2 separate regions of the Mus musculus genome follow, and region 1 is linked to region 2. The links are chromatin contacts, called in public HiChIP or PLAC-seq maps. All regions are on one chromosome and are shown on one strand. The core of a region is the stretch at or near the end of the contact, and the rest is flanking DNA. Distances in the headings are between cores, read along the strand shown. Region 1 overlaps Gm19585 (predicted gene, 19585). Region 2 has its middle 65 kb from the start of C330011F03Rik.

Region 1 (3,689 bases), core at 154-2,653, 780 kb after region 2:
TATGGGGTTTAGCAGTACCAAGGGGTTTGAGAGTAGGTGCTAGGTGGGTGAATATGGTCAAAACATTTTATTATGTATTTGTAAAATAGTTAAAAGGTAAGTAAAATACATTCTAAAAAAGTATCTTAGATGTTCTTCTCACCAAGTTTTAGAATAGAAAGATATTATAAACTTTAATTATTTTTATTTACTGGTTGTAAGCTATAGGGTATTTTGCCTGTTCAGCTCCCTTGAGAAACATCTGGCTCTGTCTGGAGACTGTTAAAACTGATAGAACATACTGGTGTCTGACAAGCAGAAACCAGGAATGCTGTTAAGTAAACCCTATCACAAGAAGCATCCATCCCCCCAAGCCGACTGTGATGGGGTTAAGAAACTATTTTAGACTGGAGGAAGATAGAGCCCAAGAGGCTCAGTGACTATGGCTGGAGAATCTTGTGGTCTCACATGTTATAAAGATGATGCTGTGGAGACCGATATCATTTCATGGCACCCAGTTCCATAAAATATTAATAAATGCACATCCTGCTACCATTTGTATGCTCATTACAAACTCCTCTATTGGAATGTTAGTGTATGTGATTTCTGTTTTTCCCCCACACATCACTTTTCAGCCCTTCCTTACCTGCACTCCAAAACACAAATATATACATATATATATATATATATATATATATATATATATGTACACATGCATGCATGCATACACACATATACAAATTTTATCACTGTAAACATAAAACGGAGGGTTTCCACTGCATACGCAAAGGTAAGGACTTTCTTCTGGACACCTATTTCAAACCAGATCATTTCACTACAATTGTTTAAGAGATGTCTGTACAAAGATGCTTCCCTGTGTAGGTCCTGTTGATCTACAACTGGACCTGGATTGAAGTGTTCGCATGTAAGAATTGTGTCTTCATTCCAAGAGGGTTTTAGGGCCAATTGCAGAAATTGTTTATAGAAGGAAGAATGAGACTAGCAGAGGGTGTCTTGGTGAGCAAGCCACACAAATTCACAGGAAACAGTCTTCATCAGTTCTAGTATCTGTGGTTTTCTCGAATTCTTCTCAGATCTTATTCTGGGAAAAAAAAGTTACCAAGTCAATAGTATTAATGGACTTGACTTTTCTCTTTTTTAAAAAACAAAACAAAACAACCCCAGAAAAACCTGAGAGGACCCATTGTCATCACAGGCTGGAAATGGAGAGGAGAGTAGTGCTGAGAAGGAATCTGGTGGGACAGAGGAGGGGTGACAGATGGGCAGCGAAGTGGAAGGAGATGCAGAGGTTTCTGAGACTAAAAAAGCAACTGAAAATAGTGATCTCCTTTAAATATCATTAGTGAAACCACACAGTGATGTCACTTCTGATCACGCTGTGATGTGAGTTGCTGATGTGGAGATAACCAGCTTCCTTTTGCGCATTCACAGGCTGTCTGCAGTGGAAAAGACCTTCAAGTTGACTGTGAGTGGGTGCGACTCATCAAGAAAAATAACCTCACCACCACAACAACACATGATGGGAGAGACCGAAACTTCTTTGGGAGAACATAAGGGGAAAAAAAAAAGAAAAAGTGAAGTCTAAATATTATTAAACACATGAAAGCAGAGTCATTTACTTATTAGGAAGGCGCTCATTCACACACAGGTAGACTTGTGGTCCCTTAGAAGTACGTAAACACAACCCGTCAGTCCACCACAGTCAACATCAGAATTTCTTGGGAAATGCCTCATGAAAGAGTTTTTAAAGAATAATATGACTGTGGATCTGTCAAATAATTTCCCAAAAGCCATGAAAGATGAGTTGCTCTGCTCTGTTATGCATTTCCTTCCCTTGCACGGGCACTCACAGCTTGCCAAATTTAGTCTGAGATCTGAACAGAGAGAAAACATGAACTCTTTCAACTGAAGTTCGGCTTCCTGTTTCTACATGGCCTCTCATACTCTGGGCCATTCTGCAGATCTACCCAGGTGTGTTTCCTGGACACTTGATAAAAATCATTCTCACATCAAAGTTGACCAAAAATGATTGATGATAAGTAGTTAAGGGTTTATAAATGCCAGACTATGGGAGATGATTGTAAAATAAATAGATATAAATAAATAAATAAACAAATAAATGTAAGCCCTCCAGTCTACTTCTATGTTCATTTATTCTTCTGTTTATAGCAGTCTGAGGCTACTCGAGGCTTAAAACAAAATATTGACATACAGATGTCATGTTGGGACATACATGTCCAGGTGACCTATTGTGAGTTGTGGATTACTTCATCCCCTTTCTGTATCTCAGCATCATTTTATCCGAACTGGAGTAGAAGACCTGCTCAAGACCGAAAGTGTCTTCAGACTCTCTTCAGGATTGCTGGGTTGACTGGAGCAGCATCTTATATACCTCAGCCACCCATCTCATAGGCCTCCATATGCATTTGTTAAAGACCACATACTCTGGACCAGCAAGATGGCTCAGTGGGTAACAGAACTTGCTAACAAAGCTGACAGCATGATCTTGATCCCTTCTCCCACCATGTGGTCCACTCTGGTTGTCCACAGTCCTCCATTGTGCATACTGTGGTATGCCTCCACACACAGTAAATAAATGAATAGAGTAAAATGTTTTAAAGAATTAATTTATTCTGTGTCCAACCTTGGAGTTTTTAAAACCTACAAAAATGGAACACAAAAAGCTATGTATTAACCGGTTTTGTTCCAGTCACTCTTCCCTATCTGGGGCCAAGTGTAAAATATTAAAAGGAAAAACAGACTAGTGATTACTGTACAGATTAAATAACAGAGAAGAGTGAGTACAATGGCATAGGCACACATTTGAGATGACAGAAGTTTTTTTGGAGGAAGAAAAGAATTATACTACAAAGATGGTCTTGTCCATACTTGCTGTTTCTACATTTTATTCTTTATGTACTTGGCTAGTTTCTCCCTATTCCAACATTTCTTTTTCTGTTTCCATTTAGTGTGGTCTTAAACCTCTGCCAGAGAAAGTGGCAAGGCATAGACTTCAAATATGCTCTTCAAAGTTACTTAGCATCCCGGGAGCATGGAGGAGTAAGTGCCTGCTGTGCAAGTGTGAAGGCAGGAGTTCGAGTCCCCGGCACCCGTGTAAAAGTCAGGTGTAAAGGCAGTCCTCTGAAATTCCAGTTGCAACAGGGGCCAAGACAGGTGCATCCTTGGGTTTATTGGCCAGCCAGTCTAAAATGGCAAGCAAGCCACAGATTCACCGAGGGACTCTATCAAGAAATAAGATGAATAGAAATAGAAGATGCCAGAGGAGGATCCCATTAATGTGGGTGTGTATACCACCCCTGTATATACCCCTGTCACATAATGTATACCCTGCAAACACCACACACACACACACACACACACACACACACACACACACACACACACAAATAAAAGGTAAGAAAGAGAGAACTTTCAAAACATAACATTTTAAAATGTGATCCATCTTGACCTATTAATGCATCCAGGCACTGCCTAGTTTGTGTTTTCTATTTTGTTATGTTAGAAAATTAAAATTGGGGTTTGGGGGTGGGGGGAAACAGAGAATTATTTTTGAGATCTCAACTCACACTCTTCATCTTGGTCGTTTTTTATGTGTTATTATTTATCTTTTTTTTTTTAAGGAGAAGATTATGCTGGCTAATTTTATTTGTTATTATTTACTTTTTTTG
Region 2 (3,956 bases), core at 208-2,707:
AACATACACTGTTCTCTAATCACAGCAAATTAAGTGTGTGTGTGTGTGTGTGTGATTTTAGAGTAAAAACTACGAGCATTAAATTTTGCTTTTTAATTACTTAGGTGAATATATTAAATCTCCTGGCCAAATGGTGTATTTACTAATTATTCTTTCAATTCCGTGTATTTCAAAGTTATGTCACTTGATACAATGGACTTTAGAATTGCCTCTCAAGGCTTGAGAGATGGCTCAGTGGTTAAGAGCACTAACTGCTCTTCCAGAGGTCTTGAATTTAGTTCCCAGAAACCACATGGTAGCTCACAAACATCTATAATAGGATCTGACATCCTCTTCTGGTGTGTCTGAAGACAACTACAGTGTACTCATATAAAATAAAGAAATGAACAAAATAAATCAATGAAGGATTGCTTTCTCCTTTCTGATTTAAAAATTACAAATATTTTACAGGATGCTGCACAGTATTCAGCACCCTGTGATTTGGAGTTAATATGGCTATTGTTTATTTTGGTTGGAGTCTGCACAGATCAACTTTCTAGCCTTGTTTATTTCTCATATTTTGTTTTCTGTGCACATGGGTGTTTCTTTTGTGGACATTCATAGAGCTGAACACCAACATTATTTGGTTTATAGTGTTTTGATTTGTTGTTAATATCGTATATACTTCGTTATGTTTGTATTTTTACTATTAAATATTCTTCTTTTATTTGTGAATGTTTCATTTGGATTTTCTTCATTGAGTTTAATTTCTTATTTTTTTTCTAATATTTTCTGTGATGCTATAAATTATATTCCTTTTTTTAATTTATGATCAACCTTTGAATATCCAACCATAGCATCAAAATGAGTATCTTCACCAAGACTCTGAACTCTATAATAATGGTCTGTGTTTTCTTTAGGTTGATTCTAAGATACTATATTTTGTCACTTTACATATTTCTTTAAGCCAGGCAGTGGTGGCGCACGCCTTTAATCCCAGCACTTGGGAGGCAGAGGCAGGCAGATTTCTGAGTTCGAGGCCAGCCTGGTCTACAAAGTGAGTTCCAGGACAGCCAGGGCTACTCAGAGAAACCCTGTCTTGAAAAAAAAAAAAAAAAAGTAAGAAATTTCTTTAAATATTTCTAAATGCATTGGTTTTTTAATTTATTTATTTTTAATTCTTTATGCTTTTTACTGTTCTTGTGGATCTCCCAACTCTGTAGCAAATAGATTCATTTGAAAGTATTTTGTTAGGAATTTTAGGCAGACTGTTATTTACCGCAGAAAGCCTCTAACAGTCAGATTGCGTCTATTCTGTGATGACTCCCACTGGGACAGGCGAGTGGTTCTTTTTCCTGGCTCTCCTGCTAGGGAGGGCCAGGGTCAAGCTTCCCTGGCCTCACTGAAGGTCTCCTTATTCTATAGGGTTGCGATCTTAGTACAGCCACATTGTGCTGACTCATGGCCTGCCTTTTGTGTGGTGAACGACTGTACTTCCTGTAACTAACACTTCCTGCTCTGACTTCCGTCTTCAGGATAATCTTAGCTTCTAAATTTTTTTAGTGTTCTGATTTCAAGTCCCAATTAATTATTTTTGTCTCAGTGATTTTTCTTTTTAAAAACAAGCCCATCATTGTTCTTAAGTGCATGTTTATTGTAATTTGTCCAGTGGGAATTTTTGAGATAGATCGTGCCTTTCCTATAAATGTCTAAACCATCCTATTGCTCCCCAAAGTAAAAGTCTGTCATCTTGCAATCTTTTCCCCCTTGAAATAGAGCTTCTCTGTGTAGCCTTAGCTGTCCTGGAACTTTGTAGACCAGGCTGGTCTTGAACTCAGAGATCTGCCTGTCTCTGCCTCCCAAGTACTGGGATCAAAGGCATGTGACACCACCTCCAGGCAATCACAATATATTCTTTTTTTTTCTTTCTTCTTTTTTTATTTTTTTGCCATGCCATTATTTCTTTTTCTTTTTTTATTTTTCAACTTTTTATTAGATATTTTCTTCATTTACATTTCAAATGCTATCCCAAAAGTTCCCTATACCCTCCCCCGGCCCTGCTCCCTTACCTACCCACTCCCACTTCTTGGCCCTGGCATTCCCCTGTACTGGGGCATATGAAGTTTGCAAGACCAAGGGGCTTCTCTTCCCAATGATGGCTGACTAGGCCATCTTCTGCTACATGTGCAGCTAGAGACATGAGCTCTGGGCTTACTGGTTAGTTCATATTGTTGTTCCACCTATAGGGTTGCAGATCCCTTCAGCTCCTTGGGTACTTCCTCTAGCTCCTCCATTGGGGGTCCTGTGTTCCATCCAATAGATGACTGTGAGCATCCACTTCTGTATTTGCCAGGCACTGGAATAGCCTCACAGGAGACAGCTATATCAGGGTCCTTTCAGCAAAATCTTGCTGGCATATGCAATAGTGTCTGCATTTGGTGGCTGATTATGGGATGGATCTCCGGGTGAGGCAGTCTCTGGATGGTCCATCCTTTCATCTTAGATCCAAACTTTTTCTCTGTAACTCCTTCCATGGGTATTTTATTCCCTATTCTAAGGAGGAATGAAGTATCCACACTTTGGTCTTCCTTCTTCTTGATTTTCTTGTGTTTTGCAAATTGTATCTTGGGTATTCTAAGTTTCTGGGTGAATATCCACTTAGTGAGTGCATATCATGTGTGTTCTTTTGTGATTGGGTTACCTCACTCAGGATGATATCCTCCAGGTACATCCATTTGCCTAAGAACCCAGCTGTCCCTGAACAGAGGAATGGATACAGAAAATGTGGTACATTTACAAAATGGAATACTACTTAGCTATTAAACACAATATATTCTTAATCACTCTCTAGTTTCCTTTCTTTTTTCCTTCCTTAAGCCATTCTCTGCATCTTCCACCAGTCATATTGTCACACACAGGGTAGCATTCAAACACTTTACCACAACATACATGCCATGACCACTCATCCACACTTGTCCTCTCTGTCCTCCAGAGCAACTTCCATCAGCCCTGTTTTCATTCTTCCCTTAAATAACTTCATATTACTTTTTTCAGATACTTATATCTGAGAGTGTCTTATTTGTTAGTTTGCTTATTAATTTTCTCTCCCTCTTCACTAAATATACATTCAATGAAGACAGAGGCATGATTTATTCATATATGTCCAATGCCTAGTGAATTTAAATATTCAATTTACATTTATCAAATAAATCAGTAAGAACAATGTTTACTGAATACCCGCTATGAGCCAGACACTGATGTAGGAGCTTAAGATAGATAATGAAATGAACAAGAGTTCTACCACATGGAGTTTGCACTCTTAAAATGTCGACAGTTGTATAAATAATAGGCATGCCACACAAATAAATTATAGGGCATGTTAAGAGGTCATCTGTATAATAGAAAAAGTGGTCACAGTGAAGGAGGTAAGGAAGTACTTTACCATTGAACTGCAGGATTTACTAATAATATATAGGCTTGGGTTATAAGAATGAGAGGCATAAATGATGACAATAACAAGAGTGGACTTTCCACCATCCTTCTAGAGCATAGATCATTGCTGAAGCAGACACAGAGATCATAGCATTGAGTAGGCTAGGCAACTGGACTTTAGTATGGAGAGGCATTGACCTGAAAATGACTGGCTAGAAGTAGTATTAAAACCCACGGAGTGGATGTTGATCTGTGAATGGAGAGAACTAAGGACAGGAACTAGGCTAACCCAATAGTCAATAATTGGGAATGGGGGAGGAGTCAGCAAAGAGATGAAGAAAGAGCCATCACTATAGAGCAAACAAAAGAACCAGGACCCTGAGAGACCTGAGCCACGAGTGCAGTTAAATCTTAGAAGAGCTAGCAGTGGAATGGTCTATTGTTGGATTTGTATCTTGGGGAAGGTTATTATTATTTCAATCTTGTTGCTTTAAGTTGATCATACTTTTTAACTTTGTTTTGATAAGCTATATGTGCCTGGGTAT

Evidence for each region. HiChIP or PLAC-seq counts read pairs in DNA pulled down with a chosen protein or histone mark.
Region 1: a BATF HiChIP or PLAC-seq map of CD8 T cells shows a contact between it and region 2, with 6 read pairs. The contact joins two enhancer-like sites. A contact is called at or near these places in 1 of 15 datasets of contacts at CTCF or cohesin (large pre-B cells), 1 of 115 datasets of contacts at active chromatin or transcription factors (CD8 T cells) and 1 of 9 other capture datasets (embryonic stem cells).

What each region holds. Positions count from the first base shown.
Region 1 is chr17:52,161,363-52,165,051 of GRCm38.p6, forward strand. Gm19585 (predicted gene, 19585) reads left to right here. Exons shown (of 4, transcript NR_155494.1): 4 at 1,432-2,124. Among named protein-coding and RNA genes, the nearest start is that of Gm19585, 14 kb to the left of the region's middle. Within about 2 kb of position 1,404, at least 81 of the 459 cell types and tissues checked have an H3K27ac peak or open chromatin away from gene starts, as enhancers often do. A contact at or near this core is called in CD8 T cells, where this site is marked.
Region 2 is chr17:51,381,309-51,385,264 of GRCm38.p6, forward strand. No RefSeq gene overlaps it. Among named protein-coding and RNA genes, the nearest start is that of C330011F03Rik, 65 kb to the right of the region's middle. Within about 2 kb of position 1,458, at least 28 of the 459 cell types and tissues checked have an H3K27ac peak or open chromatin away from gene starts, as enhancers often do. A contact at or near this core is called in CD8 T cells, where this site is marked.